Regions from separate parts of the Sus scrofa genome. Here region 2 is linked to region 1. Evidence: chromatin contacts called from public promoter capture Hi-C data. All regions are on one chromosome and are shown on one strand. The core of a region is the stretch at or near the end of the contact, and the rest is flanking DNA. Distances in the headings are between cores, read along the strand shown. Region 1 holds the start of ANAPC15 (anaphase-promoting complex subunit 15). Region 2 holds the start of PPME1 (protein phosphatase methylesterase 1).

The links. Promoter capture Hi-C pulls out the DNA fragments that hold promoters and counts their contacts.
Region 2: a promoter capture Hi-C map of liver shows a contact between it and region 1, with 4 times the contacts expected there. The contact joins the promoter of PPME1 here to the promoter of ANAPC15 in region 1. A contact is called at or near these places in 1 of 5 promoter capture datasets (liver) and 1 of 47 Hi-C or Micro-C datasets (liver).

Annotation. Positions count from the first base shown.
Region 1 is chr9:6,686,545-6,692,142 of Sscrofa11.1, forward strand. It overlaps ANAPC15 (anaphase-promoting complex subunit 15), which reads right to left and starts at 3,369. Exons shown (of 5, transcript XM_013999278.2): 1 at 2,663-3,369; 2 at 1,599-1,682; 3 at 347-406; 4 at 1-25. The coding sequence starts at 2,755.
Region 2 is chr9:8,509,629-8,515,234 of Sscrofa11.1, forward strand. It overlaps PPME1 (protein phosphatase methylesterase 1), which reads left to right and starts at 3,163. Exons shown (of 15, transcript XM_003357190.5): 1 at 3,163-3,725. The coding sequence starts at 3,178. C2CD3 (C2 domain-containing protein 3) reads right to left here and starts at 3,215. Exons shown (of 34, transcript XM_021062487.1): 1 at 2,957-3,215; 2 at 10-279. The coding sequence starts at 3,011.

The sequences.
Region 1 (5,598 bases), core at 2,119-4,618:
CTTCCTCTTCCTCGTCGTCGTAGTGCTGCGGAGGCGGGGAGAGCCTGAAGGTTCCTCAGGTCTGCCTGGGCCCGCTCAAGGACTGGCCCACGTGGAGCCTCTCTCTGGGGCCAAGGAATGAGCGCCACTCCCCGGTCCCGTCCCACGTGACTCTAGCAGGCTGGTGCACGCTCTGCAAGACCTCAGCGCTAAGCCCTGTGTCCAGCCCGGCTACCTCACCTTTCTGACCCCCACCCAGAACCGAGGACCACGACTGCTCTGGAGTCAGAGGCCGGACCTTCAGACTTAGAGCAGATCCTTCATTCCTCTGGGCCCCACAGAGGCCCCACCTGCTGGAGCCACTCACCTCTGAGGCCGGCTTGCCGATAGGTACCAGGTTGTTGTCTTTCTCTGCGATGCTCTGGAGCTGTGGCCGAAGAGGGAGGAGAGCAAGGCCAGGGCCCAAGCAGGGCAGGTCAGGGGCATGGGACGGTCCCTCCCTGCTCCCAAGACCCCTAAGGGTAGAGGAGAAGCTTCCTTCCAATTTTCAGGAAGATTCAATCCGTTTCTCGCCTGACATCTGCCACTTACTTAAGAACTTGATCCAACTACATAACCTCTTTGGGCCTTGGTTTCCTGATAAGATGATTGTGAGGATGAAGTGAGACTATCAGCCTAGAACGTATCATTGCCTAGATCCTCAATAAACAGTCAGAATGATTATTTCCGGAGTTCCCATCATAGCTCAATGGAAACAAACCTGACTAGTAGCCATGAGGACGTGGGTTTGATCCCTGGCCCTGCTCAGTGGGTAAAGGATCCAGTGTTGCCATAAGCTGTGGTATAGGTTGCAGACAAGGCTCGGATCTGGTGTGGCTGTGGCATAGGCTGGTGGCTAAAGCTGCAATTAGACCTCTAGCCTGGGAACCTCCACAGGCCGCAGGTGCCGCCCTAAAAAGACAAAAAAAGAGATGATAGCCTATGCTATAGGGGAAAGAGCCTGGGCTCGTCTGGCCTAGAGGTCCCATGGTCCCCGGCAAATTAGGGTGTCACAAGGAGGACAACCTAGGCCCTCAGCTCTCAGCCGGATTCTTCCCAGCTCAGGGCAAAAAGTCTGCACAGGGCAGGTCTCCAAAGTAAGGCTGGGTCATGGCCAGTGAAGCTCCCCTGCTGGGCTAGATCCTCACTCACCCAGGCCTGATGCTGCTGTTCTTGTTGCTGCAGCTCCGTCTCCTCCACACAGGGTCGATCCAGATTAAACCAGAGTGTCTCAGTCACACGGGGGAAGAGTGAGGGGAACAAGGTGGACATGGCTCCTAGACTGAGGGACAGGGTCAGGTGAATTGAGCTCTCGGATGTGTTTGGTTTTTGACCGTCATTTGGTTAGTTTGATTTGGGGATGGGGTGCCTTTGGGAAGGTAGCAAGAAAAAAGCCTCTCCTTGAGGGAATCAGACAGACCTCGGTTTGAATGCTGGCTCCACTACTAGCTGTTTGACCTTGGCTACGTCACTTAACCTCTCTGAGCCTCAGACACCATCCTCTGTAAGACAGGGACGATAATGATCATACCACCTTCACAGTTATTCTGATAACTAAGTCTTTACTAGAAAGTACTTACAGTATTTATAGGCTGTTCAAAGGAGGGAGGAGAATGGAAGCCACATGTGGAGGAATCCAGAATGCAGACTGGCATCACAAAATTCTACAGAATCGAAGATGGCAGAGCTCTGCTTGATCTTTACCTCCTCCAGACAGAGACCTACTTTCTGCTCCTCTCTGATGTTCCACGCCATACCCATCCAGTGTCAGAAATGTAGGACACTAACCACCTCCTAAACCACAGCCGAATGGTGGTATAGCTCAGCAAGACATTCTAAATGCCTGAGTAATGGATAAATAAGTAGGTGGAAGATCAAACGGATAAACTAGCATCTGAGCGAGAGAACAAGTAAATTCAGCTCAGATTAAGCAGCTGGGAGGGCTGACCAGGAAGGTCCCAGAGAATCTGAATTAGAACCTTTCAGCTCACAGGAAAACTTAGGCCCAGTGACAGGCCAACAACCAGCTTTAGGTCCCAGTGATTTGGGGCATAGAACTTTTTGGGGAGATCCAGGCCGGACACTAGACATGACCAGGAGAAAAGGACCTACGTCTAATTCTGCTTTTGCCCTAAGTTATTTGACTGATCCGGGGCCAGCCGCTGCCCCTCCGTGGACCTCGGCTGCCCGGCCCCTTTAACACGGCCCACGGAACCCACGCTCCCGTTCCTCAGGTACCAAAGGGCCAGAGAGCTCGGCTCCTTAAACCCAAACCCTCGCCGCCAAACTACCAGCCATTCTTTGTTTGTTATGATAATAACCGCGGAGTTGACCAACAGGGAGAAGACAGGGGCGGGATTCGACCAGGTATTTGCACCTATAGGGTTAATCACTAAATTGAAGAAACCCCGTGACCTGGAAGAACTGTTGAGTGACAGGAAGTGACACCAATGAGTGGCGGATCGGTGTGACGGGGTGGGGCTTAACCGCGAGAAAGCGGCCAATGAGCTGGAGCTCTTTAATGTTAACGGGAGTGTGAACAGCGAGCTCCTGAGGAGGTGGGTGCGGTGAACAGAGTTTCTCTGGAGGAGGGAGGAAAGAAGGGGTAAGGAGACAGCAGCCGCAGCCTTCCTTCTGTACTTACCGCGCCGGGAGGCGGCAGCCGGCGGCAACCCGGAAGCACTTCTCTTTGCCAGAGCGGAAGAACCCGCCAGAACTCGGGACACACCGCACGCATGCGTCTTTGGTCTTCTTTTGTTTTCTCTCTCCCGCCCACCAGACGGGAAGTGACGCTCACACGTTAGTCACGTGTTGGGCCGACCTTTGGCGAGCCGCTGCATGGCCCCGCCTTCAGCCTCAGCCAATCGGCTTCTTCGTCTCGGCCCCGCCCCGTCTGGCTTCAGGCGGTATTTGCAATGCAAAACTTCATGAAAAACAGCTGGCGGCCTCCAGCGTTAGGAATGGCACATTTTCCGGCTGCGTCCCAAGAAATTTAGTCCGCTTCTACCCCGGAGTCGCTAAGTGGTTTTATCCCCCACCTGTCTAGCTGCTCTCGCCCTCAGTTTCCTGTTGGGCGCATACATTCATACACGTATGCCTTCACCAGAAATACTTGAGTCCCTATTATATTCAATATTCCAGGCCCTCCTGGAAGCTGGAGATAAATCTAGGAACATGGTCTCTTCCCTCAAAGACCTCTGCAGTTAGTCTGTAGTCTGCAGCCCTGTAGTGGACTCACCATTCCCTTAAGATTGCCTGTCCAAGGAGTTCCCATTATGGCTCAGTGGAAGTGAACCCAGCTAGTATCCATGAGGATTCGCGTTGGATCCCTGCCCTCGCTCAGTGGGTGAAGGATCTGGTGTTACTGTGAGCTGTGGTGAGCTGGGATCCTGCATTGCTGTGGCTGTGCTGTAGGCTGGCATTGGTAGCTCCCATCTTACCCCTAGCCTGGGAACTTTGCTCTGCATCAGTGGCCCTAAAAAGCAAAAACAAAAGATTGCCTGTCCAGTTCTGCATTGGAGATTTTGTAAGGGACTGAGTGATTACTCAATCTTAGGGTCAGCATTCTGCTACTGAGACATTCAGCTGCCCTCTCCAGGCCTGGGCCAAATATGTTTAGTGGTCAGCCCTGGCACATCACTCCCACCTTCTGTTCTGTAGAGACTTCTGACTCAGCTTCCCAGTGAGCATGCCCTTCAGACCTGCTGATGCCTTCAAGCAGCAAAGTCCTTCAAATCTAACCCTTGTTAAATTCCATCACCCCCAAGACTCTGTCTCTTTTTTTTTTTTGCCTTTTGTCTTTTTAGGGCCACACCCACGGCATATGGAGCTTCCCAGGCTAGGGGTCTAATCGGAGCTGTAGCCACCGGCCTACGCCAGAGCCACAGTAACGCCAGATCCAAGCCGCTTCTGCGACCTACACTACAGTTCATGGCAACGCCAGATCCTTAACCCACTGAGCGAGGTCAGGGATCAAACCCGCAACCTTATGGTTCCTAGTCGGATTCGTTTCCGCTGCGCCACGACGGGAACTCCCAGAGTCTTTCCAGTTCCACAGTTCCACTCTTCCCCCAACCTGCTGGGTGACCCTTCATAAGCTCTGTCGCCTTATCAGGACTCAGTTTCCTCTTCAACCAGCGTCATCATCTCTGCCCAGCCTTCAGACTAATGTGAAGATTTGAGATAACACGTGTTAAGAGGTAGTGTACTGTGCATGTCAGCTGTCACTGTTGCTGAGCAGCTCTGGTTGTTACAGCTTTTTCATTAAGAGTAAAACTTGCCTGTTGCAAGTGTCCACAATTTCATTCATTCATTTCATTCATTCAACCCATACCTGCTGAATACCTTACTGTATGCCTGCCGCTACTCTAATAAAGTGTACACAATAGTGAACAAAACAAACCAAAAAACTCCTCACAGTACTTCCATTTCAATGAGAGAGAGAGAAGACAGGAAATTAAAATATATAGTTTTAAGACGGCAGTAAATACTAAGGAGGAAAAGAATCAGGGAAGTGGGAATAAAATATTGGCAGGAAAGATGTTTTATTTTATTTTGGGGGGGGCCAAGGAAGACCTTACTGGGAAGGTGACTTTGAGTAAAAGATTGGAAGAAAAAAAGAGGGGCACTGTTCTGATACTCTGGGAAGAGCCTCAGAAAACAGCAAGTGCAAAAGGCCTAGAATGGCTAGACCATAGCGTTCTACGGGGAGAGTGGGAAAAGAAGGGGGCAGAGACAGGAGCCAGACAGGTTTGCAGATCAAAATAAGGACCTTGGCCTTTACCCGATGTCGAGGATCTTGTGAAGGGTGGTGGTGTTTGTTTGTTTGTTTTTTAGAGCCACACCTGAGGCATATGGAGGTTCCCAGGGTACAGGTTGAATCAGAGCTGTGGCTGCTGGCCTACACCACAGCCACAGCCACATCAGATCCTACACTGCAGCTTGCAGCAATGCCGGATCCTTAACCCGCTGTGCGAGGCCAGGGATCAAACCCTTTGTCCTCATGGATGCTAGTCGACTCATCAGGTTCTTTCTTTCTTTCTTTTTTTTTTTTTTTTTTTTTTTAAGGGCCATACCTGTGGCATATGGAGGTCTCCAGGCTAGGGGTCAGATCAGAGCTACAGCTGCCGGCCTGTGCCACAGCCACAGCCATGCCAGATCCAAGCCGAATCTGTGACCTACACCACAGCTCACAGCAACGCCAGATCCTTAACCCACTGAGCGAGGCCAGGGATCGAACCTGCAACCTCATGGTTCCCAGTCAGATTCGTTTCCACTCTGCCACCACGACGGGAACTCCCTAGCTGGGTTCTTAACCTGCTGAGCCACAGTGGGAACGCCCTGTGAAGGGTTCTGAGCAGAGGAGCCACACAATCTGATTTACATTTTAGCAGAGTTACTCTGGCAGTTTTATGAAGAAAACTTGAGCGGGGACAGCGGTGGGAGCAGGGAGATCAGTTGGAAAGACAGAGGAGGTGCTGGTTCAGTGGGTGGGTGAGTTTGCGAATTCCGTGAGAGTAAGGATGTTGGGAACAGAAAGGCATATAGGTCTGAAGGTCAAGGGAGAGATCAAGCCTGGAA
Region 2 (5,606 bases), core at 1,913-4,412, 1.8 Mb after region 1:
ACACTATACCTGTTAGATAGGAGGTAAACTGCTTTGGACCACAGCGGATAGCGTAACGTGTAGTTGTTCTCACAGCTTTTGGCTCGGTCTGCAACGCATCCCTGGGACAAAAGATGGTTCCTTCCGACGTTTCTCCCCACCATCTCACTCGAACAAGTACGCAAGCAGGAGGCTTCGCAATCTTCCATATGACTTTATTAACAGTAAGTTTTAGAAAGCAGCGGAGCTGGCCTTCAACCAGGGGCGGGAGGCTCGTAGATGGAGAAATGTCACTCAAACCTGGGGAGAAATCCAAGAACATGAAGTCAAAATTTATTCTAAATATAGAAAACACATAATCTCCTTTTTGAATGAAAACACACAAAAATATTTCAGTCTCTATGGAGAAATGGCTTGTTCTCTTTATTCTAATATATGAGAAGTAACTAGCAAACCAGACCACAGAATAACCTATCGGATCACTTAACCCACCTTGACAGTCTGCATTTAGGCTTTGATTCAGGTTATTTTAAGTAAAGACCACACCAACTTAAGACCTGCTAATACGAACTCCTCTTTCACTGAAAGGCACCAAATGAAAAATACAAATACAATGATACAATATATAGGTTTAAGACATCTTTGAGTAGTTGAAATTTTTCTTCCAAATACTGTTTTTTGGATCATTGCCGTGTCCACAGTTTTTAAGACGATGCAATCTTTAGCTAATTCTCTTACTTTAAAACCATCATTAAACATAAAATAGTAACAAAGCCCTTCCCTCAACTCTCAAATGGTTAAGTCTACACAATACAACTTGGCATTTCAGTAACGACCACCTTAAACTGCCTGTGCCTTTTCCTGCCAACATCCTAAGTCAATGCAGGCAGAAACTATCATCTTCACATCCTGCCATTATTTTTCAGCACAGTGTTGGGTTCATAATTATTGGCCTTTATAATAGTTATTGGATTTCAGAGGGATAAAATGTAAATGAGGCAATTAATACGACGTTTCTATAAAGCTTTCCTTTCATGACACTGATTACCTTCCATTCACAGTGTCTTGTAACCGTAACTCACAGGAAATTGAAGAACGCATTCCGGAGTTCTGGTTGTGGCTCACAGGTTAATAACCAGCGCAGTGTCCGTGAGGATGGAATTCGATCCCTGGCCTTGCTCAGTGGGTTAAGGGTCTGGCCTGCCACAAGCTGCAGCGTAGTTTAGGTCACAGATGCAGCTCGTATTGCTGTGGCTATGGAGGAGGCTGGCAGCTGCAGCTCTAATTTGACCCCTCGCCTGGGAACTCACATATGCTGCAGGTGTGGCCATAAAAAAAGGAAAAAAGAACTCATTCTTATATTACACACACCTTTCTATTCCTTTTTTTTTCTGGGGAGTGGTCATGCCTCCCCAGAAGAAAATATATTGGAAAGCATCAGATAAGGAATTTATGTTAGCAATTCTTTGGATTTCTAAAGCCAACACCTTCTCTGCTTTCTTTAGTAAGGAAAAGACTCACCATATAGCTAGTTTCAGTATAAAAATTATACACAGGTATGCACATGAGCATTACTGTATATGCATATGGTATATAGTGAGAAGGACATTCTTATGTTATTTCTGTTTTGATTTTCCTCCTAGCAACCAAATATGCTTGACTGGTTTGACACAGGGAGCACGAGCACTGCACAGTTCCATGCTTCTGTTTCATATCCTCCCATCATTCCTAGAAGGAAAGGCATTGCCTCAAAACTGTGTTATTGTTACACAGTGTGGATAAGATTCATCCCCAAACTTCAGCTTTCATTCTTAACCTAATGGCCTAATGCACTATCACGAGTCCTAATACTGCTTTGCCTATAATATAAATAGGCAGACTCACCCAGGATTTTTTGTTTTGGTTTTTTAATATGTTTTTTGAAGCAGCCCTGTAGAGATTCAGTTTCGTTTCCTGATCTGTCCTGGGTTCCCAGGGTGACTGTTCTTGCTGCAGCTAACACTTTCCTGGTCTCTTGGTGAGCTTGCTTCTCCTTGAGCATGCTAACCTGATAAGGTTCTCTTGCTACACACTCTTTCATCTTAAATCCTTCAGAGAACTTCATGCCCTCACAACCCCGGCAACCCCCACCACTCCCCAGCTTTTCTTCCTTTTCCTTCACAACTATCCTTTCGCTACTCCCAGCTGTAGCCCTGGATGCTTTATGATCGTCTCACCTTCAGTCATTCAACTAACATTTACTGAGTCCAGCTTTGTGCTAGTTCTTGGGGATTCGGCAACGTATTAAACATGACCCCTGCCCATTAGGATCACTGCTATACTCTCCTCTACAACTTATTTTTTTTCCAGTCCCATGTGGCCTGCAAAACTACACCCTCCCCACCCCCATCCCCAACACACGTCTGACTTTATCAAAAACACTCCTAAATCATGGGGATTTAAATACAGCACAGTGACTACAGTTAATTATAGTGTATTGTCTATTTGAAAGTTGCTAAAGGGTAGATTTTAAAAGCTCTCCTCAGAAGGAAAAAAATATTTGTAACTATGTCTGGTGATGATGCTACCTAGACACGAACTCATTTCGAAATATATACAAATCGTTATATTGTACAGCTGAAACGAACAATGTTATATGTCAATTATAATCTCAATTTTTAAAAAGTAAAAAGCAAAACATTCCTACAATTTTTTTTTTTTTTCCTTCCTCTAGAAGCGTCCCCTTTTAACCCTCACTTCATTTACTCATTTTTGCCTCCTACTTCGGCCACTATTTCCTTTCCATTCGCAGGAGAGCCAAACGCCCTGTCTTTTCAATCTTCTGATTCCCTGGTTATTCTCCCTTCTCCAACCCCTTTTTAAAAAACAGGCGGCTGTGCGTATGGGAGGGGTGGGGGTGGCGGGGAGTCTGCCTAGAACGTCTGGCACCCTGCTCCCCTAACTCCGCCCTACCACTCTGCCCTCAACCTTTCGTTACCTCTCTTCCCGCGGCTGCGGCCGGCCCCAGGCCCCTGGGCTTTCCGTTGTTTCATGGCGAGCCCGAGCTCCTCTTCATCAACTCAAATCCGGCCACAGCACCCAAGCCGTAACCTCCCGCCATCCCTTCCCACCGCGCTTGCGTTCCCCAGCAACTGGCGCCGCTGGGCAGCCTGGGAGGCAGGAAGAAGCGACTCTTTCTCTAACAGTCCCCGGGAAGCCATGAGAAAGAAAGGCGGCATACTCCTTCAGACCAGGAGACTACAACACCCAGAATGCTTTGCTACACTACCTTCGCGGGGTTGGAGACGGTCTCCTCCAGCTGCGCAGGCGCAAAGGGATACTCCCTTTGAGGACTCCATTGCCCAGGGTGCATTGCTTTCAGGAGCACTTCTCTTTCCGTCTGGGATCGTGAAGTTCTCCGCTTGGGGTCTGAGGGGTCCGAGACTCCGTTACCCAGCTCCCTTTGTGAAGTGCTGTTGCGCACTTCCGGTGGAAGCGCAAGGCGAGGGGGTGGAGTCTACGGAGCCGGTGGGCGGTGCTGCCGGTAGCTGGGTGCTGTCCAAAGGCTACAGGGCGTCGCTAGGGGAGCGAGCTGTGACCGGTTGGGCCGCTCTTAGCGTGGGACGGAGCTTCGGCTACAGTTCGGCTACCTGCGGCCTCCCCTTCATGTCGGCCCTCGAGAAGAGCATGCACCTCGGCCGTCTGCCCTCTCGCCCGCCTCTCCCCGGCAGCGGGGGCAGTCAGAGCGGAGCCAAGATGCGAATGGGGTACGTGACCCATACCCCTTCTCCCTAGAGGCCAGGCCCCGGCCATTGGAGAATGGTGTCTCTGCGCGTTTAGGGCGGCACGACCAGGAGGGCTCAGGAGGGGAGAAGATGTTGGCGGCGGCCTGGAGACGTTTAGATGAAGTAGGAGGTGGATCTGGGGACTAGGGGAGGCGCCAAGTCAATGGAATTGGAGGACAAATAGTATTGGAGGGAGGGGAATGAGGCAAAGATTGAAGAGGCTGAGAGGATCGTGTAAGAGAGGTAATGAGGCACCCCCAGAAGAAGGGGTGGAGGAGGTTTGAGAAAAGGGAGATGAGCGGTGACAGAGGTGGAGGGAAGTCTGCCAGGGAGGGCTGAGAGAAATGGGAAATGACAGAGAAAAGTTGAGGGGAATTAGAAGAACCAGGGAAATATTAGGAGGCGTAAGAAGACTGTGAACACTAGGTGTTAGAAAAAGCCGACGGAAAGCGAGAACACCTGAGGCAGGGTTGGAGCAGACGAGAGAAACAGGGAGCAGAAGGTTCTAGAGAGAGTTCCTAGAGGTGTAAGAGGCAGATTCAGGGAGTGAGCGGGCGACTTAGAGATTGGGTCTCTTGAGGGGTACCGCGCAAGTGTGGAGAACAGGCCAGAGGAAAGATGGAGAACACACTCCAGAAGACTGTTGGGGTGAGATGTGCGGGCGGGGATAAGGGGAGGAGGGCTGAGGGCCTTAGAGACTGACCAGGGGCTCCACAGACGGAGAGATGACTAGGAACAGGGTTTAGGGAACGCAGGGCTGCAGAGCTAAGTCCAGGATGCATAAAGAGGGCGATTTGGGCAATTGATTTTTTCTGGGCTAATACATCTGATGGAAGCTATGTTTGGGTCTGATAAGATTCAATTAACAGAGTATGGAGTGTAGCCACTTAAAGTGTTTTAGGGGAAACCTTCCTTTACTGGGTTGGGAGGAGCTGTTTGCTTTGGGAGTTTTAGGTTATTGAATGGCTTGTGCCAGGTTCGGGGGTATGAAGGTGTAGAAGAGAGAGTATAACGTGTTGAACATGGGAGAGGTAGTTATTTGAAACAGAGGTAATTGAACAGGGAGTTGGTTTTGCGGAGTATTTGTAGAACCAGGATTCTGGAGACTAGTGACTGTAAAGAAAAAAGGGGTAGGAAAAATACTTAGGTCTGAGGTAGTCAAGTGTATGTGTTTGGGATTCTAAAGATAGGTTGGTAGCTATTTTTGGAATCAGGACTAGAGAAGAAAACCTTAGATTCTGAAGAGATGTTATGTACAAAAAATGATCAAAAAGGAGATGAAGGTAAGATAGGTAATGCTGTGAAAGCAGGTCCTAGAAACAAAGAGAAAGGAGAGTCCTATAGATTAAAATAGGTAGAGGGGTGGTTAGAATGATTGGAAAAACCAGGAAACTTTGAGGTAGAGACCTATGAGACACAGTAGAAAATTGAGAAAATTTTGACGGAGAAGATAGGTCGAAGGATGCACAGTACAAAGAGGTGATGGAAGGCTACATGTAAGATAAAATGAAGATTGTTTTAGCTTTGATAGACAGTAAGGTAGAACTGTAACATGGAGCACCTGGAAGTTGATCTATAACAGATTATTTGGGAAAAATTAACCTGGAGGGTAAAATTAATGTAACGTTTATTGTTGATACGTATCTTGGTTGCTGTCTTAAACTAAACTTTGATCTTTCAGTATTCCATCACTCTTCACTAAAAGTACATAAAAATGTTAGTTTTTAAATAACTATGCATGCTTCAGATAAGTTTAATTAGAGTTTAGCTTCTCATTTTGTCAAAACAAGTTCTCTGAAGATGAACTGAAGAAGAGAAAATAAAATACTAAGAGAAAAAACATCTACTGATTAGAAGATTATT